7 separate regions of the Mus musculus genome follow, and all the other regions are linked to region 4. Evidence: chromatin contacts called from public Hi-C, HiCAR-type and promoter capture Hi-C data. All regions are on one chromosome and are shown on one strand. The core of a region is the stretch at or near the end of the contact, and the rest is flanking DNA. Distances in the headings are between cores, read along the strand shown. Region 1 holds the start of Kif16bos (kinesin family member 16B, opposite strand). Region 2 has its middle 78 kb from the start of Kif16bos. Region 3 has its middle 15 kb from the start of Otor. Region 4 holds the start of Flrt3 (fibronectin leucine rich transmembrane protein 3). Region 5 overlaps Kif16b (kinesin family member 16B). Region 6 holds the start of Pcsk2 (proprotein convertase subtilisin/kexin type 2). Region 7 overlaps Kif16b (kinesin family member 16B).

Region 1 (3,395 bases), core at 447-2,946, 2.2 Mb after region 4:
CGGGGCTGCCCGGGGTTGGGGTGTGGCGAGGGTGGGGGGCGGGAGGCCCCACTCACCTGCGATTCATGGGCCGGACTCTCACGGCCACCTTGACCGATGCCATAGCTCATCCCGGCCCGGCCCGCGGGGGCTTCCAACAGGCCTGCGCCCCGCGGCCGCCGGCCACTCCAGCGACTGTGCCCGTGCCCGCGCCCCCGCCCACTTCCCTCTCACCCGCCCCTCGGCTAGGGCCGACCTGGAGTTGCTAGGCGGCCACACCTGCCAGGCCACTGAGCATGCCCAGAGCGGCTCCGGCCCGCGTGATCCACGCACCGGGGTTTGGCAGCTGCCTACGGCGCGAAGGGGCGGGGCCCGGAAGTCTGGGCCCCGCCTCTTCGGTGGCCACGCCCCAGCGCAGCCCCACCTCGAAGTCAATGGCAACCGGCTGTGCTGTCTCTAACTCGGAAAGTCAAACCCAGTCAGGCCCAGGACGATCACTGCATTTAGAGCATTCTCAAGGAAACCGAGGAATGGACTACCGAAAACGAGCATTGCAACCAATAACATGGTCCTGACTTTATACGGCCCGTGCTCGTCAACTCATCTGTCTTGTTGAGAAGCGAAAGGTCGTGGAGAACTCTGAGGGACTGCTCTGTTTCTTCAAAGAGTTCTAAGCATGTGTTCTGAACCACAAAATTTAGGGTACCAAGAAAACAAAGGATCGAGGATTTTTTTAGGCAGATAGAAATGTCGTTATATTGGTTGGAATCATATCTAAAGGGAGTTTTTGCATTTTGGGGACAGTTTAGCAATTTAACTTTAGTCATTGGATCAAAAGTGAGGACACCCGCTTTCTTCTTTCTTTCTTTCTTTCTTCTTCTTCTTCTTCTTCTTCTTCTTCTTCTTCTTCTTCTTCTTCTTCTTCTTCTTCTTCTTCTTCTTCTTCTTCTTCTTCTCCTTCTCCTCCTCCTCCTCCTCCTCCTCCTCCTCCTCCTCCTCCTCCTCCTCCTCCTCCTTCTCCTCCTTCTCCTCCTTCTCCTTCTCCTTCTTCTTCTTATTCTTCCCTTTTTTTTTATGAGCTAAAGCCCCTGGCATCAGTGATTTCTTACCGGGCTATCTCCCTGTAAATTCATTCAGTTAACCCTATGCCTTCACCTGTAAGTCACCTGCTGGACACAAAAACTCCAGTATCAACTATCTTCCTCCTGCCCCAGTCAGGGTCGCTCAAAACTTACAGACCAGCCTTCCTCCTGGACCCTGATCTCCTGCCTTTGCACTTGCTGATGGAGTATAAAGCAAGCCTACTGACTTGCTCCTCCTCACCCTCGAGGTCTCTAACGACCACAATGGAACATTCTGTCCTCAAGACCAGCATATCCCCGCTATTATTTCACTCCCGGGCAGATGACTTCGGTTCAAATGGTCTCTAGAAAGCTTAGATGTGATGCTGCTTAAGTCCCTGAGGGGAGCCGAAAAAGTCTCCCGGGTTTTTGGCTCGAACTCCAATACTAGCTTTGAGTCTTCCAGTCTGCCTCGCCTGCTAAACTGGAACTCCAAGGGTTTAATAATAGACTAAGTGAAATAATACGACGGCCAATGTGTGGTCCACTAGTACCAGGAGTCCTCATCTCAGCTTTCCTAGAACCCTTCAAGGTAGGGTAGAATCAGAACGTCCCCTTTGTTCGGAGTCCTACAAAGCCTGGACTAAGGCGCTTACAAGTTTAGAAATGGGCGCAGAGTCAGCCAATCAAGGGCGGGAAAACTCGGAGGGTTGAAAATGGGGCGCATGCGCAATAGCAGAAGCAGCGGGCGGGTCCAGGCACAGCCGCCAGCCAGGCTGCACCCGGCTGTGGCAGCCACGGGCAGGGGCGGAGCCCGCCGTATATGGGAGCTGCTTGGGGACAAACTGTGTAGGGTGCGCTCTCGGGCGGGCAGGGCTTCAACACCCTACCAGCTGTAGAGTCGCTGAGAGCAACCAAGACAACCAAGAACAGGTGTGCGAATTCTGCACTCAACTGCAAATCACTTGTTAATGTGAGTTCCTGTTCCTGGAGGTTTTGCTTGTCCAGTTTGGGCTTATGCAGGCCATTCTATCCATAATTTCCAGCAGCCTACACGTGTACATAATCCTCTGATTCCAACACCACCTTGCGATTTGACACAACCGACAAAGTGCTGCGGCCCACGGAACACGAACAGCAAGCCTGCGGATTTTAAACTAGAAGCAGCGAGGTTTCTCGCCAGAGAAATGACTGAACAGCCACCCCTTGATTAATTTACTCTCTGCACCAAGAAAAATGAATAAACAGGAAGGTTTTTAAGGGCTTGCTCATCTTCTCAAATTCCAATGAATCTCTGGTACCCCTTTCATTTGTTTCTGTCTTTAGAAATTTTAGACTTTTTAAAGTCTTCCAGGACTTAACCTGCACAGAAGCTTCCTCCGGAAGTCAAGTGTGAGGCTCCCCGCGTGAGGCTCCCCATTGACTAACTGCTAAGCACAGCATCAGTTTGGTAAGGACAACTGCCAGGAGAACTGTTACTCAGAAGAATCACCAAATAAAGTCTCTTAAAGCTCCTGAACGTGTATGGGGGGGGGGGGATTACCTCTATATAGTCTCCTCTAATTAAAATAAAATGTGCAGCTGTAGTAACATCTGAAATTTTGATGATACTGGAAATCACAGATATTTAGGGACTGTTGCAGCTCTCTCAGATTGTTCTTCCTTTTTTATTTTGACTTTGAAATTAGGCCAGTTGTGAAGCTGATACTATAACTTGTTATTTAACAAAAGGACACATAACTTCATTATATTTATTTTCTATACTGTGGTTCTTGTTCAGAAACATTGGTTTTTGTTTTGGATCTCATATCGTTTACATGATGGATGTAAAACAGTTATTCTGGGGCTGGAGCGATGACTCTTGCCAGTTAAGAGCACTTGATGCTTTTGCAGAGGATGGGGACTCCGTTCTCCGCTCCTACATCGGGCAGTTTACAACCATCTGTAACTCTAGGTGATCGAATGTTCTTTCCCAGCCTCTGCCAGCACAGGTGCACACTACACACACACATTCAAAAGTAAGTCAGGCATGAATATGTAAAGGCGTGTGTGTGTGTGTGTGTGTGTGTGTGTGTGTAGGCAGGAGGTGACTGTTTTGCAGTAACATTCTGAACTTCATTTATTGTTGAATTTCTTGCTGGTCCTTTTTTTTTAAGATTTATTTATTATTATAATAATACACTGTAGCTATCTTCAAATGCACCAGATCTCATTATGGGTGGTTGTGAGCCACCATGGGGTTGCTGGGATTTGAATTCAGGACCTTCAGAAGGGCAGTCAGTGCTCTTACCCACTGAGCCATCTCGCCAGCCCCTTCTTGCTGGTTCTTAAGCGACCTTATCATTTCCAAATAGG
Region 2 (3,471 bases), core at 254-2,753, 2.3 Mb after region 4:
ATGTTGCCGCCAATGCCTGGGATTTGTACTTTTAAAATGACTGTTGTGTGAATGCTGACCTTCTCAACAAATACGACATTCTCATAGCCTATGGCCTTCACCGGGCATTCCTTCTTTCAAGAAGAATCCTTCTCTTGACATCTGCACAAGGCTGAGTATTGGAAAAAGCTTAATAACATCAACCCTCTGGGGAAAAGAAGTTCTGATTCATGACAGTTGCCAGTTTCCAGGGCACTGCTTTCTCTAATTTCCAGCCACTATGAACACATATCAGTTGACATCCCTGAACATGAGCTTGGAAAGAGATGTACTCCCCCACCCCCCCCAACAAAGTTCTTGGGAGACAACGTGACCTAGCTGTATGTACCATGGTCAGAGTGACATCTTTATGTCTCAGCTCTATGTGATCTTTGAAGGGGCTTCTGACCACCTCGTAAAGTTATACAACTGATCTCCAGCCATTGTCTCTTATCTCCAGATATGTTGATTTCTATTTTTAAGGTCTCATTGTCTTACTTAAGTAGTGAGTAGTAATTTCTAAGAAGATATAACATTTCATTTCAGACCATGTAGTGTCTTTGATTCTTATATAAATACTTCATTTAGAATAGATCATCAATAACTATTTGTCAATTGTCTCAATAAGAGTTTATGTATTTGTTCATGGGCTCAGAACACTTAACTGATGTTTCCATCAGGGCAATGACTTTAGTTTTGTTCACTGTATGTTCTTCATACTAATATGAAAAAGCAATTTTGCATCAATTTGTGAACATGATCTTAAAATATGTTTAGAAAATTTTCCCAAGAAAGAATGGAGATTGTGATAGGATTGTAAAAGGAGCCATGTGCCTACATGCAAATAAAGCGACAATTCTTGGCCCATGTGTGAAGAACAGAACAAGGAACTTTGGGACAGCATTCATATTTAAAGAATTCCATCAGCCAATGGGAAGCAACAAGCTCAGGTTGAATCTCCTTGTTTAGGCGTTTGTTCTAGAGAGAACCCAAATGGAAGCATTGGCATAAAGGGTATGGTTACTTCTATAAGCTGCTTACAGTCACAGTGCTTACAGTTGAGAAACTTACAACCTTCATGCAAGTTATGAGCTCACAGGGTTGATGGAACTAAACTCTTCAAGAATGCACCTATTAGACTTAGAGGTAAATGTATCCAGAAGCCCAAGGTTGGTTAGGGATCCCAGGCACCAAGAATCTGAACTTCTACTCTTTTCCAAGTTGATTTGTCAGCTGGTGTCCCCAAAATCACAAAGCTGTTTAGGGAAGCTGGAGGGTGTCAGCTCAAGAAATATGGGCAACTCATCTGCATATCTTTTAGTGACCTTCCAGAATGACAGCCAAGTCACCAATGCTTTGCTGTTTGCAAATGATAGAGATCTTATTTCTGGGGACGGCAGGATTGATGTGGCAGCCGTAATGCCATTAGACCTGGAAGATGCTCCATTCTCATTACTGTCTCCTGGCAACGCAGCACCAGATGCTGCTGTGAATATTAACGATCCTCATTCATGTAACCTTTATTTCCTCCCTCCACTTTGTGAAGGCAGCAGCCAGGGACTGCTGCTATCTGCTTCTACTGTCTCCATCTCAACAAATCTTTTCTTTGCCTCTCTGCTTGCAAAAAGAAATATTAATGAGATTTTTATCTGAGGAGAGGGTTTCCAGCTTTTCTATGGAGATGCTCACTTTCCAAGCCATGTCCCATTTTCAAAGAAAGATAACAACTCTCAGTTCTGCTGGGGCACATCTGCAATGCTTTCATTGACTTTATCTGCTATTTTGTATATGTGATTTGTCTAATATCTTTGCTTCTTCTTGTGTGGGGTTTGGAAATAAACATGGAATTGAGCAAAAGTGAAAACCCAATATTACTAGCATCTCAGCAGGCTTCATATTCCTTATCAGCCCCCAACAATCTTAGAGATAGAGCAATGCATTGGAAAATGGGTTGCTTCAGACTGACATGTAGCTTTTCGGTCTCTCACACTAACACAAAGGCTAGGGAAAAAGGAAAAGCCTGTATAATTGCTTTAAGGTGTGGTGACGCGTTACTTTAATTCTTTATTCTTTTGGTTGCTGGCATAGGTTGTTTCTGAGGCTAACTCAGTATACCATAAACAGTAGAATATTTCTCCGTCTCCCTTCCCTTTCCTGCCTTCTCAATATTTAGTGATGCTCCACAAGTCTCACTGACTTTCAGCTTTGTCGTTTGCACATAGTGAGATCTTGAGCAAGATGGAAACTTTGTAGGGTCTCCATTTTCTTTCTTTCTCTCTCTTTCTTTCTTTCTTTCTTTCTTTCTTTCTTTCTTTCTTTCTTTCTTTCTTTCTTTCTTTCTTTCTTTTTTGTCTGTGAAATAGAGACAAAAGAACCTATTGCTTTCCACTTATCAGCAAAGTAAATGGCCTGGTATATAGTGATCCTTGTCCTAGCACCTGTACTTTGTGAAGGCTGACTAAATGGTAGTATGATATGATGAATTGTTATGACGAATGCCCTCAATGAAATATGCCCTTGGGTATGGACATGGCTCATACTGGTTCTAGATTTGGCTACTTAGTTTGTTTTTACCAATAGAGTATCAGGAAATGTGACAGAAGTAGAGGCATGATAAAGGTTTCAGAACCTTCCCTCTGGGAATGGTGCAGTACCATACGAGGAAGCCCAACCACCTACCATGAGACTAAAAATGTCACGGAGAGAGCTAAGTCAACCCTGAAGCTCAGAACAGCTGCCCATGCAAACCCAGAAACAATAAGAAAATCAGAAAGCCAACCACAAACTCTTAAGAAAAGGTAAATTTTTAAGCCACTCAACTTTGGACTCACTTGTTACATAGCCAAATATCACACACACACACACACACACACACACTCACACACACACACACACACACACACACACACACACTGTCCAGTACTTTTGTGAGTATTATCTTATTTAAACCACACAGTAATTTTGTGAGAAGAGTGACATTATCTTTTACATTGAGGCTCAAGTGGCAGTAGCTGTTTTGTTCGTTAATTGTTCAGAGCTTTAAATTAATAGCTGAGTGAGAAATCCAATGGGCAAAGCATATTTAAACACAAATTTTCTTCTCTTTAACTTTTTATTGGTTCTTTGAGAACTTCACGTCATGCACCCCAACTCCACTTATCCTCCACTCTCCTTGTACTGGCCCTCCACCCCTGTAGCATCCCCCCAACAGAGAAAGAAAAAGTCTGATTGTGGAAGCTGTAGATGTGTCACAGTGTGTCCCACACTATACCCTTTGTCAACAATTCTCTGCTTGCAAATGTTCATTGGAATAAGTTATTGGTCTGGTTCAAGGCCTCTGGCTTCTGGAACCTATGGTGATGGAAGGTATTCCATGACCTGGAAAATTCCTTACCATGAGAATAAGGGCCTTCTACTCTCCTCAACTGTGAACCAAGGGTCCTATATCTTTAT
Region 3 (3,314 bases), core at 702-3,201, 2.4 Mb after region 4:
AAAATTAACTTCTAAATATTTCCCTGGATGGTATTATTATTGTGCTAAATATCAAGCCAGGGTCTCATGGATGGTAGCCGAGTGCCCTCCCTCTGAGCTACTTTCCCAGTTCTTCTCTGGGCTTTAAAACGTACTGTCGGCGACCCCCACGGATGGATGGACTGCACAGGGCTTTGGTTCCTGAGAAGAAGCACCACCAGCCCTTGTCGTGACAATTTTGGTTTCTTTAAAAAGCATTAAAAATGATACATTTTAGTTTTAATCCTAGGTGTGGGGTATAGGCCTACTTCAGATTGTCCACGGCAGCTGACTATGATTTGACTTGTGCTCTAGCAAGGGCGTGATTTTGCCAGTGGCAGATAGTGTCTACAACTGTGTGATGTTTAGAATCTGGGCACTTTTCAGAGGGCATATAAATGCTAGGGCCTGAGAGTCAGGGTAGGTTGCTGGTTGTTGGTTGGTTGGTGTTGGTTGCAATTTTTTAAGTAGTCATGCACAAAATAATAATAATAGTAATAATAATAATAATAATAATAATAATAATAATAATAATAATAATAAAAATTAGGTATACAGTGAAGGTCAAACTTGCCCCAAGAAACTTGATGCTCATAAATCAGCTGGAAGCAGCATAACGATAATGTTACCCCACTTTTTCCCTCTGTCCTTTTTTCTCTTCTATCTAGTGTTAGGGGGTTGAAAGGGCAAAAGAGGTGGAGAAGGGCAGAAGAATGAAGAATCCACAAGGTAGCCACAAGAATGGCCTTCCATGCTGTTTGGACAATAGACAGAAGAGGCATCAGTTGGACCTGCTGGGATGCAGCAGTAGATGTTTACCAATCCTGTAGAAAAATGCCACAGGAATTATGGGCCACTATGAAAGGATGGACTTACAAATCTCAGTGCCACATACAGCAGCTAGGGTGATGACCAGAATCAACATGCGTGAGCACTGATGATACACTGATGTATTGGGTTAGCTTGCTCAGAAGTAGACCCAAAGGTGGAGACTTATGCTTAGTGATTTATCAAAGAATAGCTCTCAGGGGAAGTGGATAGTATGGAGCAGAAGGACAGGAAAAGGAAGGAACTCAGCCAGAATGCCACCTCAGGTAAAGTCTTGGTGGCTGGCTCTGGCCTGACCCCAGAGAGGACTTGAGCTATGCTCCTGTATGCTAAATCACCACAGAGCCACTCATCTCCAAGGCAAGGAAGCTAGGCTGTCTCTGTATACTCTTTGGCATATTCTTTGGTATGGTCTGAACAAATTTCCTGATTTCATGTATTGGAAACTTAATGCACACGATCTTATGGTAAGGATAGTTACGATGTTTGCATTTGAGAGATCATGGAGCTGTGAGGGCTTAGCTCATTAATGGATTGGCTCAGGAGTGGCTTTGTTGAGGAAGCAGACTCTGCAGCAAGTGCTTATTCTGTTTTGCCTCATCCCCTTTTACCAAGTCACTACAGGGCAAGAAAAGTCTTCACCAGACAACATGAACGTTCTACCTTTGAAACAGTGAGCTAAGTAACTGTTCTTCATAAAGAACCCAACCTCTAGTATTGTGTTACGGTGATAGACAAGTCATTGGCTAAGGATTTTAGTAGGTAAGCATCATTACCACGAAGTTCTGCAGTTTGGCAAAGATGGTTCCAGTAGGTTGTGATTGCTAGAGATTGGAAACAAACAGTAGAACCCCAGAAGCTCATAAATAGAGGCGTCTGCCCACCACACTGACCTCATCTGCTGCAGCTGCCTTCGCAAGGGGCCAACTTTCACTTTGTTTGTCCTCACCCTCACAGGATCTCAGAATATTCAGGAAGTCCTGTTGCACCCCCTGGAGCTTCTGCAGCTAATCTAGCCTAGGATTCTCTCAGTGATGTACTTCTGTACACCGTGAAACTTTACGATAGGGCTAGGGTGACCTCCAGTGGTTGGTCTGGATCCAGCACACAGGGCTACATTTCCAAAGGAAACCAGGTACGGTTGTCATGGAAGCATCCAGACTAGTTACTCATGGAGCCTCCATTTCGTCTCTTCCCATCAAGGCATGATATTTAAATCTGCCTGACACCTGGCACAGATAAGAGGTATTAATATGCCTTTGCTGCAGACCTTAAAAATAAATTTGACAGATTTGAAAATCCGCATGTTAGGGGAAAGCGGATGGTTCTCTTTCAAACCCATCTTGCCTGTTTCCTTTTGATATGGAGCCCTGCAGAGTTTATAATTTGTTTGAGTTGGTTTAATTCATTTCTAGAAAGCAGCAATAACACCTTGCGCTCAGAGTGGTAGCTTGTCTGGAGAACAATTAACACGGCTCCTGGTGTCTTGGATGGCTCTGCGGGGTGGCTCCAAAAGACAACATTTGTCATTTGAGCCATAAAGCAGGGGTGGGAGGCTGAGATCTGAAGCCAGATGACCAGCTTTGTGACGGTCTGTAAGCGTGCTCATGACATTCTGCTGGAATATGGCTAGTGAAAACCATCCCTTTATTTTCTACTTCAGGGAACAACATAGTTCTTAACCAAAAGTTATTCTGACTCATTACGGCCAGTAGCATTTGGAAACTTTCAGGCGTGGCTGGAGGAGACTACTAACATTCAGGAGCAAGAGCCAGGGATGCTGCTAAACCTCTATGGTTGATGGTGCTAAAGACAGCACCCCATCAGTGGGTACTCTGAACCCCTGTGTGAGCAGCACCGAGTTGAAAGTAACCTACACTAAAAGGTGACATGAATAATCAGTTGGTGAATTTGGAAAGAATGACAAATACCAGGCAGGCCTAACCAATTATCCAGGTAGGTATGTTTTGTAAGTCCTTTTTTTTTTGTAACGAGTCATTAGGTAGAGCCAAAACATGAAAAATAGGATTCTGCAGATTCACTGTCGCACGCTTATCATATACACAGCTTGCAACCCAGACAGAACTGCCACCTGCCATCAGCAACATATGGAAGAGCACCCACGAACCCTTTTCTCTATTGTTCCCAACACCTCACCCCTTGCTGCTTTTCTCCTGGTTTGACATCTCTCCCAGAGCCATCTCTAACACATCAGCTCCACGGGGGCTCCGGGCTGGTGAAGTACTGACACATGATGGGGTCAAAAGGGTTCCTTGCATTTCTTCTGGAATCTATTTCCCATCTCCTCCAAGAGATAGCCTAATTGCCTTTCAAACAGCTATCATGCCCTCTTTGCTTTACGACTTCTTCCTGAAGATGATTACAATGTCTTCTTACTTTTCAAATAAAAATAGCACTTCCTTGCCCCTCTGTAATGTGTGCATTGTCGACTTCAATAACACCAGCTG
Region 4 (3,193 bases), core at 489-2,988:
ATGACATTTTTAACCCTTTTCCTCATTTTAGGCTGATAAGTATATATATATATGCATACACATATACGTGAAGCTAAGTGATAACCAGCCTTTGCACAGTCATACCATTATGCTTGTTGATATTTGTAGTGATAATAATATGTTATGGCACTTTAAAAGAATTACCTTCTTTGCTCATTTCCAAAGAGATGGGTGTCAGTCACCTGTCACTCTGAGTCAAGCCTAAGTGATCGTAGCCTGGGAGCTGACAGGTTCATCCTTCTGTTTATACTGGTTAGGGTATTCTTACACAGTTAAGGATGAATAAAGGAATAGCCACAGCTGAAGCACTTTTCATGGCTTTGACCATGTTGTTTCATCCCAATAACACAGCAAATATGTGCATTTTGAAGCATAGATTTATTGAGAACAATCAAAATAATTATTAAAAACCATTTGATTTTGTAATTTGGAAAACACCAACATTTTCCATCTCCTTTTCATTCTAAATAAGTAATAAACCCGCTCCCAATGTTGAGAAAAGATGGGCCTGTTGCACTCTTTACCTTTATGCAACCATTTTGTTTCAGACATAATTTACTGAAAAACATTTTTTTTAATTAGATACACTTAAATACCTTTTGGAAGCTTTGTGGTCTAACGCATTTGTATCAATACAATATTTTTCACTGTGTGTTGCAAGTGAAGGGACACTCTGCCTTTGCCATTTGATGAGGCTTCCCTCCCCTGTTCCCCTCACTGCATACATCAAGCACGGCTTCCAGGGTGAGCTTTGTTAGTTTTTCTGAGTGGACTACCCAGTTACTATGCTAGTCACATTCTACACTCGCCCAAGCGATAGGCTTTGACAGTCTCCTGGACTGGGAATATGGTTTGGCCCGGAGATTCTGAGTTGGATTTACTAGTTGAGATTCCCGAGCCCGGAATGCCTGAAGGAGCTGGGGCCGGATAAGCAGTGCAAGCTTTCAAATCTAGGTGTAGCTGTTAATCCTCTACAGAGGCATCCCAGTCTCCCAGCGCAGCTTTGCTGGCGGCGAGCAAGATGTATGCTTTTCATGTACTGCGTACTCATGGGCTGAGGGGTTATTGATTTCTTTCACAGTTATAGAAACAGCGATAGGTGATCATACCACACATACAGTACACACCAAGTTAGCGACCTTTCGCTTTTGTAGCCGAGAAAAATCTGCCTCTCCTATCTCAAACACTCAACTTTCCAACTGCAGTTTTCCGTGAAGCTCTGCGCGGATAGAAATTGCTTGAAACAGAGAGGAGCTATTTATTATTTTTAAAAATGATTTAAGTCTGTAAGAAACTTATAACATTCGGCTATTTTGTAAGACTTTCCCTAGAGCTGGCTTGCACGCACATCTTTGACCCGTCCTGCTGACAGAGCAAACGTGGCTACTTGGATCCCTCATGGAACCAAGCTAGTCATTTCCTTCTAGAGAGTAAGAGCAAGCGAAGTTTCTGGGACAATTATGAGAAAAAGCATGGAAAACACTTACCAGGAAGACGAGGAAAAAGCAATCCTTTATACCCTGCTGCTACAGCTGTAATTCCATTGCCTGTGAGTTGAAGTAAAAACCCTCCCCCGTCTCCGGAGCGCGGCATCCAGTGCACACAAAGCCACGGCAGCTGCAGCCTGAGCGGTCCTGCTTCAGATCACTCCTGCGCTGAGGACTGCGCGCGAGAGCATCCAGTTGACTGCGCGCAGCCCACCTCCAAGTCTGAAGTTTAAAGCTTCACCTCGCAGTGGTTGAGGAAGGGGGTGATGTCATAGGTGGGCAGGACTTAGCCCAGCTCTTGTTCAGTGAGGTAACTGGATAATCAGACAGATGAGCTTTGCCAACGCTAGAGGGGGTGAGAGAAGCCGAAATGAGCCTTTCAGTTTGCCAAAGCTGAGATGCCATTTGGTTTGTAGGCAGCAACTCTGGAATCTCCGCGCTCCCTAAAGTTTACTACTGCAAGGTAGTGATAGCACACTCAGAAAAACACAAGCACGCTAGGAGAATATTTATAAGATCACAATAGAGAAACAGGTGTCTGATGCTCAAGCCATCTGTACCAAAAATAAGTTAACAAAAGTCAGATTATTTTTATTACATTAAAATCGTAACTGTGGAGAACAGAGGATGGCAATCCCAACTAATATTGATTTGGCAAATGAGAAAGCAGGGTCAAATGGTGATTTACTTAGGAGAAGGGAGAAAATGGAAGAACAGTGAAAAATATTGAAGAAAGCAGTCTTATTGGGAAGTAGAAAGGTTTTTTTTTCCACATGCATTTTCACATAATGAAGACTGTTTTATGTACTACTAGAGAGACCACCTACATGTGTGCATAAGGGTATACCTCTACTTCAGAACTAGGAAGATACAATCACTCATATTTATCAGTCTTCCCTAAAATTAAAAGGGTTGAGCCTAACTACATTCTTTTTTATTATTATTATTATGGTTTTTGCTGCCACGAGCATGGCTGCAGTCATCAATATCTTAAAATATCTGTTAGAAATGGTTCTTCCAGGTTTAAATCATTTTAATTTGCGTACATGAATAAATAGTGACAGTTGCAAGACACTAAGATTTCTCTGCCTAATTAACAGGATTCCAAGACTTTAATTTCCAGGTATAATTTTATCATCAGTTTTCTGTTATTTGGACTTGTAAGTTTTCTCCTAAGTAAGTGAATTTAAGTGACGAATCTTGTTTCTATATTTACCCAAATAGCAATCTCCTTTCCCTTCTTTCTTTGCTTGATTCTAACAAGCTCATGACTTTATCCTTTCTAGGAAATGGTCTGTTTGTCTCTGAAGGCTAGTTGTCTGTCTTAGGAGTACATGGCTATTCTCTCCGTTAGCTTCACGTGGTTCCTAACTTGAGTTTGGCAGCTGTTTGACCTTTAGAACTCCCCTCTGAGAATGGGTGCTCTCAGGAGTGGAAGGTGACCCCTCGATAAGAGATGTTCCGACACCTATTGTTCTATGCTTGCTCTCTTGCTGACTTCTGAGGAATGGCCCACTGAATGAAAGTAGGACTTTAGCATGTTAACATCTATTGAAAAGCCAATTTCTCAGAAGTCTTCAGTAGTGCAGGTTAAACTGAGAGGTGGCCGTAGATTTTTGATGGAAAAAGTAGGTGTAACTGATAACCTCTCAGGAAAGGATAGGAGTGATTTCAGTTACTGAAAA
Region 5 (3,329 bases), core at 390-2,889, 2.2 Mb after region 4:
CTACAGCTCAATGTGAACTCTCACACTGTGGTTCTTGAGTTTTTACCATCAGACCACGTGTTTTCCTTTATTGATGTTTTAATCATTCATCACCAGGAAGAAAAAAATGTGAACTCCTAAACAGCTTTTATTATCTTTCTCTTTTCCCAGAGAGCATTAAAAAAATTAACATGATAGAACCATGTCAGCCATAAGCTTGTTTTTAAAACTGAAAACCTCAAAGCCAGCCCTTGGTCATGCCCCTCTGACAGCATCCTCAGCTCTGGTCACTCACTGCTATTCCCTGCCTGCCTCTTAACTGGGCCCTGACCCAGAGTACTTTCAGTTTAGAATGCTAAATATCCCATGGCAAAGTCAAAGGCTCCAGAAAGCTAAACAGTACTTAGCTCTAAGTTGTGGGGATAACTGTCAATGTTGACTGTCTAGGTCTCTGTCTGTTCTGCTGGTTCTGTGGCCCCATTCTCTGTAAGGAGGTCTGCTGTGACCTTAGCTGCAGCAAGACATTATGTGCCCTTTATATTGTGTACTAACATGTAAACATGCAACATATATAAAAAGCTAACTATTACTCATCTTGAAGCATCATCATGGGCTACATGTGGTGGTGCATGCCCGTAAATATAGCATCCTGAAGGCTGAGACAGAAACACCATGAATTCAAGTACAGCCAGCAGTACAGTGATATTCTATCTCAAACACAAGAACCAGACTGTGGCCATAGTGCTGGGATTAGAGATCAGTACAATGAAGAAAGTATGCCCCACCCAGTGGGAAAGCACAAGTGCTCTGCTCAATGGTGAGAACTCAGGGACAGACAGTCGCAAGATGTAACAAAAGGGACTTAAAACATAATCTCAAAGTTGAAATGAAAATACAATAATAACTCAAACCATCACTTACTCTTGCTTCATTCTGGTGAAGTTTTTCCTCCATACTTAAAGCTGTAGGGGAGTCCAAGAGGGCAATCTACAATTTAAATCACAAAGACATCAGGAGTTAACAGACAAAAACGATGCACGTCAAGGATTTCCCCAAATTACCAAAGAGTTTCATAAAAAAATATTATAAATGGTTATAAAAGGTAATTTCTCACATATCCCCCAAAGTATTGTTTATCATTAAATCTCTAATCCATGGAAGACATATGCTATAAATACCAAAACCATGACACTACAGTCTGGAACCTACATCTGCAATAGTATGCCATAACAGCCACATTTCACTAAAGTCAAACACATCTTAATCCCTACAGTTTTAAGACTTCCTTTCTCTGATGTACACAAAGAACAAAGTTTAAAAAGTAAGGCACCCAACAGAGTTACTTAACAGTTCATCCACATTGAAGGACACAAACAAACTTCACTTGTTTCACTGTGCATGGCATCCAGTATATGGCCTGGCTATGCTACAATCTATGTTCATTTCTTTACCCATGCTGCAGAAGGGAAAACTCTCAAGTGATAAACACCAAAATCCAGTGAGAACCTAGAACCAGTAGACAGCATAGGGCTCACTTGCCTGTCTAATAACTAAGGCTGAATGAACCTGAGGGGCAGACGCACAAGTGCCCTACTCTGTCTGCTGCTCTTGCTTCCAGAAATGTCACAGGAGCAAACAGAAAGAGTCCAGCACCCAGGCAAGAATTTAACAGAACCATGTTTATATTGGGTTATTGCCAGGGGTCAGCCTCAGCCTTTTAGAGTTTAGAGCTGAAATGTAACACAGAGTTGGACAAAAGACAAAAGTCTGATGATCTCCTGTTTTGTAACTCTCTCTCTCACTGTACTGGGGGCTAAAAGCTGATGGCTTCTGGAAACTAACACTCTCTTGCTTATTCTGTGGCTGAAAACTGCCAGCTCCTTTTCTCTTTAACTCTGTGCTTAAATAAGCACTGGGGAAACTTACTCTTTGTTAGTGTTCTGTGCCTAAATAAGCTCTAAAAACTTAACTCTTTATTGCTATCCTGTGCTTTAATAAGCACTGAGACCTTTAACTCTTTAACTCATTATTTGTGCTAAATAAGTGCTAATTTCTACTGAATTAACACATGCTATTTAGCAGTGGGGAATTAAGTAAAAGGATTTATTATTAGAGCTTCCTTCTCTGTCAGTCATCCAGGAGCCCATCACTGGCCAGGGGAGAGGCTTGGAGCTTGTTAACTCTTTTTTGAACCAGAGAGAAAAGAAGGAAAGGAAAGAAGTCACTCATAGCGGCTGAAGAGGAAAATGGCTACACCACTTTTCTTTATTGCTTTCAGCCTTTTTACAGTCTTTAGACAAAACGTTCTCTATGAAAGAATTACCTCATAGATAAAATGATAGATACAAGGGCAGCTACAGAAAGGCATCAATAACAAGTTCAAAGTAATGTTTCACTGTTGTAAACTCATTAGAAGTTCAAAGCAACAGTTTTTATATGGCCTTGACTTATCACAGTGCATACCTGTGGCTTCATCCTTGGAACTGAATGTTTTTCCCTGAACACAAATTTGTCCCAAGCCTATATATCTTTTTAGTATAATTAAGGAAGATCATTGTATTTTTTACTATGCAGCGTTTTCTTACTATTTTGATGAGTGGGCACATTCTATTCTTGTTTCTCACTTAATTACATCTTTATTAAAAAAAAAAAAAAACAACTAAAACCATCTTAAAGCTTTCTTCCTAAAATTATCTGAATCAAATCAGGAATTTTATGAAATCATTAATTCACCTAAACAGCATTAATTCATGAAAGTTCATCTTTATGTTGATCTGCAAGAAATCTGCTCAATAGGGTGGACTAATGTCCACAAATTCTTAGGCTATGTAATAGTGACAGGAAAGGCCTATCAGCTGCAAGAAGCAATCCTGAGATGAAGTCTCTTGGGACCTTGCCTTTCACAGCTCATCCATCATAAGCCATGCAAGATAGTGGGCCACCTCTAAGAAGGCCACCTACTAGCCTTAGTCTTTCCTAAACGACTCCTCACAGATTACTGTAAGTGAAAACGGCACAAGTCATTTTATTTCCACTGCTTAGTACTCACTGCATGGGTAAGCTATTGGTGCTTTCCTCGGTGATGTAAATGTGGGGTTTTCTAGTCATTTGCTTTACCAACAACATCACAATAACTATCCCTGTACCAACTGCCTACAGTATACATGGCCATAACAACAGAATAAATTCCCTGGAGGGGACCTCCTTGGTCATCATGTGATTCTTCCCTATAGTACCAGCATAATTTTCCTTGCTATCTACCATTCTTGGGTCTTCTTCAGTTCAGCTAACCATTCAGTCTAACTGGATGACTATGGGCCACACTGGGAGTCTGTGATGAACAGAAGGCA
Region 6 (3,385 bases), core at 442-2,941, 2.9 Mb after region 4:
AAAAGTAGAGGAAAAGTTGAAGGCCTCTGGGTAAGGAATCCTTGTGCTATAGCCCGATCTGGGTGATGTGGTACAACATAGTGATAATAAGAAAGCATTCCTGGCAGAAATGAGCTAATGTGTGCAGCTCCAAGCCGAGGCTTCCAGGCTGATCTGTTAGTTCATTAATAATTTTCTAAAACCCTTGCTTCCATTCTGGAATCCTCGCTACCAAACCTCCCCATTGCCTTTCCTGGTTGTCTTAAAGGAATTCAATCAAAATTGAAGATGTGGTATGCTGAAGACTACAGCTGGATAGAACCCATCCGCAGAGCTTGCTTATACTTCTCTAGCAATGCTGGGGAGTAGCTAAGTCAGTGAAGACGATGTGCCTTGTACAGTAAGCATTCTCCTGTCCACCATTCCTGTGTCTCCTGTATACACTGTGATTTTGTGCTAAGGAGGAGAGTGGGGTGGGTGTAGCTGGGTGTGGTGTCAAGTCAAGTAAGTCTCTCTCTCTCTCTCTCTCTCTCTCTCTCTTTCCCTTTTCTTCCGCTCTTTCCCATGAAAAAGCATCTTCCTGACTATCCAATTTATAACAGGACTTTTTTTTTAAACTTTGGTGTTAAATGGTAAAAAAACGATGTAAATATACTCCATAACAGCTAATATTTACATTACTTAGAGCAATGGTTCTCAGTTCCTTACAGCAGACTGGATCTACTTCCTTACACTAGAGCAAGAAGGGGAAGTCAGACCTCAGCAGTTAACTGGACCTGGACAACAGCTGCCCCCTGCCTACTCAGCCTAAATTATCATGCAGCCAGACTCTTAGCAGGAATCCTGACCTACGCCTGGGATGGATGACTATACCTCCTTAAACTCTGACATTCTTGGTCCTGATGCAGCCCCAAACCCAGAGTCTAAGAATCTGTCTCCCAGCATAAGCATCACGTCTCCCTTGGCAGTCTTGGGATGCAGGTGCAGCGCTGACTCTAGAGGAGTCTCTAATAGCCATCGCAGGTGGGGGGAGGGCAGTCCGGACTCCCGCTGGACTGCCAGATGTTTAGTTTCTGGCCTCCTTGGAGCACCGGGAAAAGAACAGAGAAAAAGCTCCTTCCTGCCCCCATGAGTCACCTCTAGAAGGATGCTCTTCCCAGCCTGGGATTTGCCCAAAGTGGAGGGGGCGGGAAGGATCAAATTTGCTTTGTTATTGGGAGAATGGGAGAGGTGTGGAGAGGGAAAGAGAGGAGAAAGAAGTGAGAGGAGGGAAGACAGGGGAAGGGAAGAGAGAAAAGAGAGGAGAGTTGTTTTGTAGCTCAGACTAGCAAAGAAGAGCAACAGGGAGCGGCCGGCCGGCCGGGGGCCCCCCCGCTCCCCTCGGGGCCTCTGAAGCGGCACGCACCGTAATTCCCTGCCCGGAGCTGTGCAGATTTCCACAAACAATGACATCACCGGGCGCCGGCAGTGGGTGGCAGCGGGGGGGATTTTCCTGGGCGCGCAGCGGTCGGGCGGAGCAAAGCCGCTCCGAGCTGGCGGGGGCGCGGGCTCGCGGCGCCCCCGGGGACCCGGGCAGCCAGCTGGGCAGGGGAGGGCGGGGGCGGGCGGGGGCGGGCTCGGGGCGGCCCGGGGCGGGGCCCGCCGATCCTCTGGCCTCCATTGGCCGCTGGCGGGCGCGCGTCACCCGGGCTGGCGCTCGCCTCCAGCCCTCTAGAATTGGAGCCGAGGAGGAGCTGAAAATGCAGATTTAGCATCAAGCACAGACACACACTAGCTCTTTCTCTCGGGTACACACAGCTCCGCACATTCGCACCCCTGCCAGCCAGCCGGGCTGCGCGACTCCCCGGCTTCCCTGGCAGCCAGCTGCTGGTGGACAGCGTACAGATTTGCTGTTTGCCAAGCTTCTTTTCTGCCTCTTTTGCTATACAAAGATTTTTTTTTTTAAAAAAAAAAAAAAAGAAAAACAGAAACAAAAACTACATACCTATTTTTTATTTGCATCTTCCCTCTTCGTCCCCTGCTCCACCACCCTGCGCGCCTCACAGCCCCACTTTTCACTCCCAAAGAAGGATGGAGGGCGGTTGTGGATCCCAGTGGAAGGCGGCCGGGTTCCTCTTCTGTGTGATGGTTTTTGCGTCTGCCGAGAGACCCGTCTTCACGAATCATTTTCTTGTGGAGTTGCATAAAGACGGAGAGGAAGAGGCTCGCCAAGTTGCAGCAGAACACGGCTTTGGAGTCCGAAAGGTAAGATTTTTTTTCCATACATTTCACATGTTGTTTCCAGAGGAGGGACAGCCTTGCGCAATCTCGTTGCAGATTTGCAAGTTTTCTGTCTTTTTATGCTATGCAGCTATTCTGCCATCGGTTCTCAAACACGACATTGCCTCCGGTGATCTTTCATGGGTTATGTAATTAAAATGTCCTTCATCTGTATTAGAAAGGTCAGAGAAATAATTTGTTGGTGTTTGACTTGGTGGGGGCAAAATAAGACCGCACCTTACAAAGGATGCTGTGCGCCCCGGCTGCTGTCCGAGGTACCAAGTTCTCCAGGCTGCCTAGGGACAGAGGGATAGAGTCCAGAGCAGCTGGGCTTACGTCGACTGCTTTGCCAGGGAAGTCTCCCAGCCCCCCACGCCCCGGAGAAAGAATAGTTTCCCACCGACATGGCTCAAAGATCGAGCGTTGCAGTTCACCTCAGTTTTCCGACCCACGCCTAAGGACTTCCCTCCCAGCGACTTTCAGTCCCTGCTTTTTTCCCCAGTGGACAAGAGCTTTCTGACTTGGAAACAAGGACGGAGTTCTCTGTCCAAAACGAGTGCTGAACTTGTGCGCTTTGGCTCCTGCCCACGACCTCCCACTCCAGAAGCGCACTCCTGTTTGGAGAGTTCTTAATTTGCTTCTTTAGGACACCTCGCTGCCAAGAGAGATGGATTCTGAGGGGGATTCCCCCCGGAAAAGTCGAGGTGTCCTCTCCTGATGTGTGGGCAGCCAGCGCGGTTTTCCCCAGAGAGCACGGGGATCCCCATTCCAAGAAGTTGTCCAAGTTGAACTGTTTGGATAAGATTTCGAGCTTTGGGTGCCTCTGGCAACCTCTGGATAAGTTAGGGTACTCGTCCTGCGGGGAACAGAGGAGAATAATTCATTTGGCGGGGAGCATGCCTGACCTGCTCTTCCTGCGAAATATCTGTATCCCAGATCTGGAGTGTCCTTAGGGGACCTGGCACCGCTAGGGGAGAGTGAGGATGCAAGGAGAAGCCAGTCTGAGGGGAATGGAAGGTCAAAGGATGCAGCTTGGTACCCGTGGGCTGTCCCCTCCCTCCTGATCCCACAAGAAAAGAGGCTTGAGAGAGCATTGGGTTCCCTCCCTAGAAGGGCAACACAGGCTGGTCTCCTCTGTCAGAACTTC
Region 7 (3,371 bases), core at 256-2,755, 2.1 Mb after region 4:
GATATAATAAAGTTTAATGCATCCTGTGAAGGAAAGAGGGACTCGGGAACACACCAGACTGGTCATTTCTATGTAGGATGCTGAACTGGAAATCAGAGAATAATATTCTGACCTCAGCTTGAACACCCATTCCCTATGTAATCCTGAGAAGTTGCAGCAGAAACCCTGTGTGCAGGCTCTACACTCCCAGTGTCTCATGACAAGGTTGGATAAGATCAGCCCTAAGACTTCATCTACTTCGAATACTCTGTCATTAATTCAATGTGAAATGAGAGAAATGAGTAAGAAATTTCAATGCACTACTTAGACACTTCAAAAGAAATACTGATGGTTCAGATAATGAAACTAAACGAGAAAAGCGTCTTCAGAATATATGAGCAGAATTTAAATTAGCTCACTATTTTCTTTCAAGCAGTAATGAAGAAAAGGAAGTATTAACTAGGAAATTAAGGTCTGCTGTTCACACCCTTTCTATAGCTGGGCTCTTCTGTACCCCAACTGCTAAACTACACTCCCTCAGTTTCCCCAGCAGCCTCAGCTCCTAGGAGAACAGATGCTTTGAGCTCAAGCCCTGAGAAACCCTTTTCTACCCTGCTCAGGGCTCCAACCGACAAAGCGGCTTTACCACTATCCCTCCATTCTCACAGCAACCTAATGAGATGCTATGGGCCCCATTTCACAGATCTTGAAACTGAACGACATAGAGTCTACGTAAGTCACCCATGTCACACAGCCACCATCTAGCTGAGCGAGGTGACCTTCAGCATTATTTTCTGCCACCTTGCAGTGTACCTGTGCCTGCTGGCAGTGCCTTCTGCCTGCTGCCATGTAAATGACGAGAGAGTTAGGGAAAAAATCTTAACCTGAGCATTCTTCTAGAAGACTCTTGGCTCTCAATATATGAAGCCAAAAAGAGAGCTCTCTCTCTCTCTTTGAGCACATTCACTAATTCGGACAGCCTTAAACAAACAAGGAAGGTTACAGAACAAGGACACAAGGCAAGGGAAGTTTTAATTCTCTTAAGAACTCCTTAGAGCCAAAGATGAAGAAAGAATGGTGTAAACAGTCATTGCAAAAATGATTCTTATGAAGAGAAGCACATAAATAAAAAGGGAAGGGCATGAGGGAGGGAGGGAGCAAAGGAGGGAAGGATGAAAAGGAGGGAAGGAAGCAGGCCAGCTTTCTAAAAAGAGCCAATCAGAATGACCACCTATGACACACATTAAGAGCCACCACTTAAATGTAAAGCAACTTCAGACAAAGTATTTCAGAAGGATGTGAATGGAAACTCCAGAATATGAAGATGCGTTCCCATCTCTGTATCAGGTGTCAATGTGGCTTCAAGAAGGCACCAGCTAAATAACCCCTAATGCTAGAATCTCCACAATCTGTCTCCACAGACTCTATCTAGAAATCACTGGTGGCCTCTTCAATCCCCTTTAGCAGTACATCCTGTCCTTGCAGACAGCTTCACTGCCAAAGATCCTAGTTAAGAGCTATGGGATTTGTTTTCCCTAACTGCAGTGCCATCTAGTGGTAAAAACCAAACCACTCCCAACAGCACATCTACTCCAACTATTCTCAAGATAATGAATACTGTAAAACAAGAATGTGGGTTGCTCTTAAAACACAATGGCTTTGCCCATAGTTGGGACTGCCACTTGTTAACTCGACAAGCCTCCCTATACAATATGCAAAATATGATAAGATTAGCTTCCCGAGAAAAGACACATTTGGTTGTTGCTGCTTTTGCTCTGATATTGTTTACTTTAAAAAAATGTATTTTACTTACTAACAGCAGACTGTTACTTTGTGATTCTGAAGACATTCAGAGAATTCTTGTTAAATCTAACAAAAAAAAATTACTCTGGCTTAATATAATAAAAAATACAAGTCATTTGTTCTAAATCAACTTTCAAAAACTCTGAAGAATAATTTAAATGCAAGTGAAACTCATTATATAATAGCTACTAGTTTCAGTATATCTTGTCTAGTCTACATGTTAAAATTATGCTCTGAAACATGTGAGTTGGCCATGTTCTCTTTGTTTTTATAAACAAGATCTCTGTGACTACCTTCAGCACCTCAACTTTGGAGTTATTCAAACCACAGACAGCATTATCACAGCCTGAAGAAGACAGGAGGAAGACCAACACTCCCTAACAAGCAGGTCTGAACTGAAATCAGGTTAGAGCGTGAAAAGCTTTCTTTGAAAGTGTATAAGGCTCCTGACCTGGTGCTGAAGCACATTGAGTGTACCTCTGATCCTGCGCCGTATGAATAAGGATGCACTATCTAAGTAACAATAATAAATAATGATGATAAAGTAGTGTAAATCATTTCATCAAGAGGATGCAATTGATGGATAAGGATATTAAAGAACATTCTGGATAAGTGAGCTGTGGTTGACAGAGTAGGCGAGACCTTTGCCTGGATTGTAGGAGATGCATGTCTAAAATGAGGAAGAATTCTAAGTAATTAAAACAGACCTGGAGTTTCCTACTACAGTCATGGTCATTACTCTCCCATTTAACAAAAATAACCTCTGCCTGGCTAAAAGTAACAGCCATGGCTTGGAGGCAATGGCTTACAAAACAAAAGTAGGGAAAGGGATAGGCCAAAAAATTGAGCAGTCTAACTCAACAGGGCGAGAGAATGGAATGAAGCAAAGGGAAGACCCAAAGACCCACATCTGGAACACTGCCCAGTATGCCCAGGCAGTCCTTAAAGGCCATGTGACCATGTGAAATGAGCTGGTGGCTGGATGAGTGGCGTTCTCTGGGACAATAGAATAGTTTACAGGGTAAAGCAAACATGAGAAAGGCACAGGACCCTTCAGTGATCAGTGACTGGGGAGATTAAATATTAGGACAGCTCACTTGATAAGGTCTGAGGGAATCATTTAAGAAACATGATAATTAAAACTGGAATGGAGAGGTTTTTACATGCCATGAAGAAATTCAACACAGAATCATAATATGATACAGCCCCACGGTCACTAGATAGACTGACACTAAAGCTGAGTTAACATTGCTGGAGCTACTGGACCTCCTGGCAGGTAACACTGGAGATGGTATGAATATCCTGGCGGTTATGTCCAGTGTCTGCTAAAGCTGAACACGCATCTACTCTATAACCCAGCATCTACTTATAAAATATTCCTTTCAAACAGATGTGTATATATTCATTAGAAGATACCAATCACAAGGCTCAGAGCAGAGCTTTTTTTCTTATAGCTCCAACAAGGAGCAACCAAATGCAAAAAGAATGAATGAGTTCATTGTGGTAGGCCCACCTTACATAACATTATACAGCTATAACACAACCAGGTATGAGGCAAGTTGGTTCAGTCCCTAAAAACTAATTGTACA

Evidence for each region. Promoter capture Hi-C pulls out the DNA fragments that hold promoters and counts their contacts. A called contact is a pair of places that touch in the nucleus more often than the background predicts. HiCAR-type assays count read pairs that join an accessible place to other places.
Region 1: a HiCAR-type map of astrocytes shows a contact between it and region 4, with 6 times the contacts expected there. The contact joins the promoter of Kif16bos here to the promoter of Flrt3 in region 4. A contact is called at or near these places in 9 of 39 promoter capture datasets (the 3T3-L1 cell line, cranial neural crest, frontonasal cranial neural crest and 5 more), 4 of 115 datasets of contacts at active chromatin or transcription factors (astrocytes, embryonic forebrain, embryonic limb bud and 1 more) and 1 of 9 other capture datasets (embryonic stem cells).
Region 2: a Hi-C map of the N1E-115 cell line shows a contact between it and region 4, with 5 times the contacts expected there. The contact joins the enhancer-like site here to the promoter of Flrt3 in region 4. A contact is called at or near these places in 5 of 39 promoter capture datasets (the 3T3-L1 cell line, hippocampal neurons, liver and 1 more), 5 of 484 Hi-C or Micro-C datasets (the N1E-115 cell line, cardiomyocytes, cerebral cortex and 1 more) and 3 of 115 datasets of contacts at active chromatin or transcription factors (astrocytes, embryonic forebrain and forebrain).
Region 3: a contact with region 4 is called in a promoter capture Hi-C map of hippocampal neurons, with 13 times the contacts expected there. The contact joins the enhancer-like site here to the promoter of Flrt3 in region 4. A contact is called at or near these places in 5 of 39 promoter capture datasets (the 3T3-L1 cell line, hippocampal neurons, second pharyngeal arch cranial neural crest and 1 more), 8 of 484 Hi-C or Micro-C datasets (the N1E-115 cell line, cerebral cortex, cortical neurons and 2 more) and 5 of 115 datasets of contacts at active chromatin or transcription factors (astrocytes, embryonic forebrain, embryonic limb bud and 2 more).
Region 5: a promoter capture Hi-C map of liver shows a contact between it and region 4, with 8 times the contacts expected there. The contact joins the enhancer-like site here to the promoter of Flrt3 in region 4. A contact is called at or near these places in 10 of 39 promoter capture datasets (the 3T3-L1 cell line, cranial neural crest, frontonasal cranial neural crest and 4 more), 4 of 484 Hi-C or Micro-C datasets (cerebellar granule neurons, cortical neurons and frontal cortex) and 4 of 115 datasets of contacts at active chromatin or transcription factors (SST interneurons, embryonic forebrain, embryonic limb bud and 1 more).
Region 6: a HiCAR-type map of astrocytes shows a contact between it and region 4, with 4 times the contacts expected there. The contact joins the promoter of Pcsk2 here to the promoter of Flrt3 in region 4. A contact is called at or near these places in 2 of 115 datasets of contacts at active chromatin or transcription factors (astrocytes and embryonic forebrain).
Region 7: a contact with region 4 is called in a Hi-C map of forebrain, with 8 times the contacts expected there. The contact joins the enhancer-like site here to the promoter of Flrt3 in region 4. A contact is called at or near these places in 12 of 39 promoter capture datasets (the 3T3-L1 cell line, 3T3-L1-derived adipocytes, cranial neural crest and 6 more), 36 of 484 Hi-C or Micro-C datasets (the 3T3-L1 cell line, the N1E-115 cell line, adipose-derived mesenchymal stem cells and 21 more) and 10 of 115 datasets of contacts at active chromatin or transcription factors (SST interneurons, VIP interneurons, astrocytes and 6 more).

Annotation. Positions count from the first base shown.
Region 1 is chr2:142,901,269-142,904,663 of GRCm38.p6, forward strand. It overlaps Kif16bos (kinesin family member 16B, opposite strand), which reads left to right and starts at 1,697. Exons shown (of 2, transcript NR_131921.1): 1 at 1,697-1,973; 2 at 2,087-2,304. Kif16b (kinesin family member 16B) reads right to left here and starts at 196. Exons shown (of 26, transcript NM_001081133.2): 1 at 57-196. The coding sequence starts at 103.
Region 2 is chr2:142,979,463-142,982,933 of GRCm38.p6, forward strand. No RefSeq gene overlaps it. Among named protein-coding and RNA genes, the nearest start is that of Kif16bos, 78 kb to the left of the region's middle. Within about 2 kb of position 1,504, at least 13 of the 459 cell types and tissues checked have an H3K27ac peak or open chromatin away from gene starts, as enhancers often do. A contact at or near this core is called in the N1E-115 cell line, where this site is marked.
Region 3 is chr2:143,092,015-143,095,328 of GRCm38.p6, forward strand. No RefSeq gene overlaps it. Among named protein-coding and RNA genes, the nearest start is that of Otor, 15 kb to the left of the region's middle. Within about 2 kb of position 1,952, at least 14 of the 459 cell types and tissues checked have an H3K27ac peak or open chromatin away from gene starts, as enhancers often do. A contact at or near this core is called in cortical neurons, forebrain and hippocampal neurons, where this site is marked.
Region 4 is chr2:140,669,738-140,672,930 of GRCm38.p6, forward strand. Flrt3 (fibronectin leucine rich transmembrane protein 3) reads right to left here and starts at 1,739. Exons shown (of 3, transcript NM_178382.4): 1 at 1,509-1,739. All of the region lies in intron 3 of Macrod2 (mono-ADP ribosylhydrolase 2), which reads left to right.
Region 5 is chr2:142,836,617-142,839,945 of GRCm38.p6, forward strand. Kif16b (kinesin family member 16B) reads right to left here. Exons shown (of 26, transcript NM_001081133.2): 11 at 901-966. Among named protein-coding and RNA genes, the nearest start is that of Kif16b, 63 kb to the right of the region's middle. Within about 2 kb of position 1,640, at least 33 of the 459 cell types and tissues checked have an H3K27ac peak or open chromatin away from gene starts, as enhancers often do. A contact at or near this core is called in liver, where this site is marked.
Region 6 is chr2:143,544,442-143,547,826 of GRCm38.p6, forward strand. Pcsk2 (proprotein convertase subtilisin/kexin type 2) reads left to right here and starts at 1,692. Exons shown (of 12, transcript NM_008792.4): 1 at 1,692-2,223. The coding sequence starts at 2,050. Pcsk2os1 (proprotein convertase subtilisin/kexin type 2, opposite strand 1) reads right to left here. Exons shown (of 3, transcript NR_040354.1): 1 at 1,964-3,385.
Region 7 is chr2:142,811,711-142,815,081 of GRCm38.p6, forward strand. The region is part of intron 12 of Kif16b (kinesin family member 16B); the gene reads right to left. Among named protein-coding and RNA genes, the nearest start is that of Kif16b, 88 kb to the right of the region's middle. Within about 2 kb of position 1,506, at least 12 of the 459 cell types and tissues checked have an H3K27ac peak or open chromatin away from gene starts, as enhancers often do. A contact at or near this core is called in cerebellum, cortical neurons and forebrain, where this site is marked.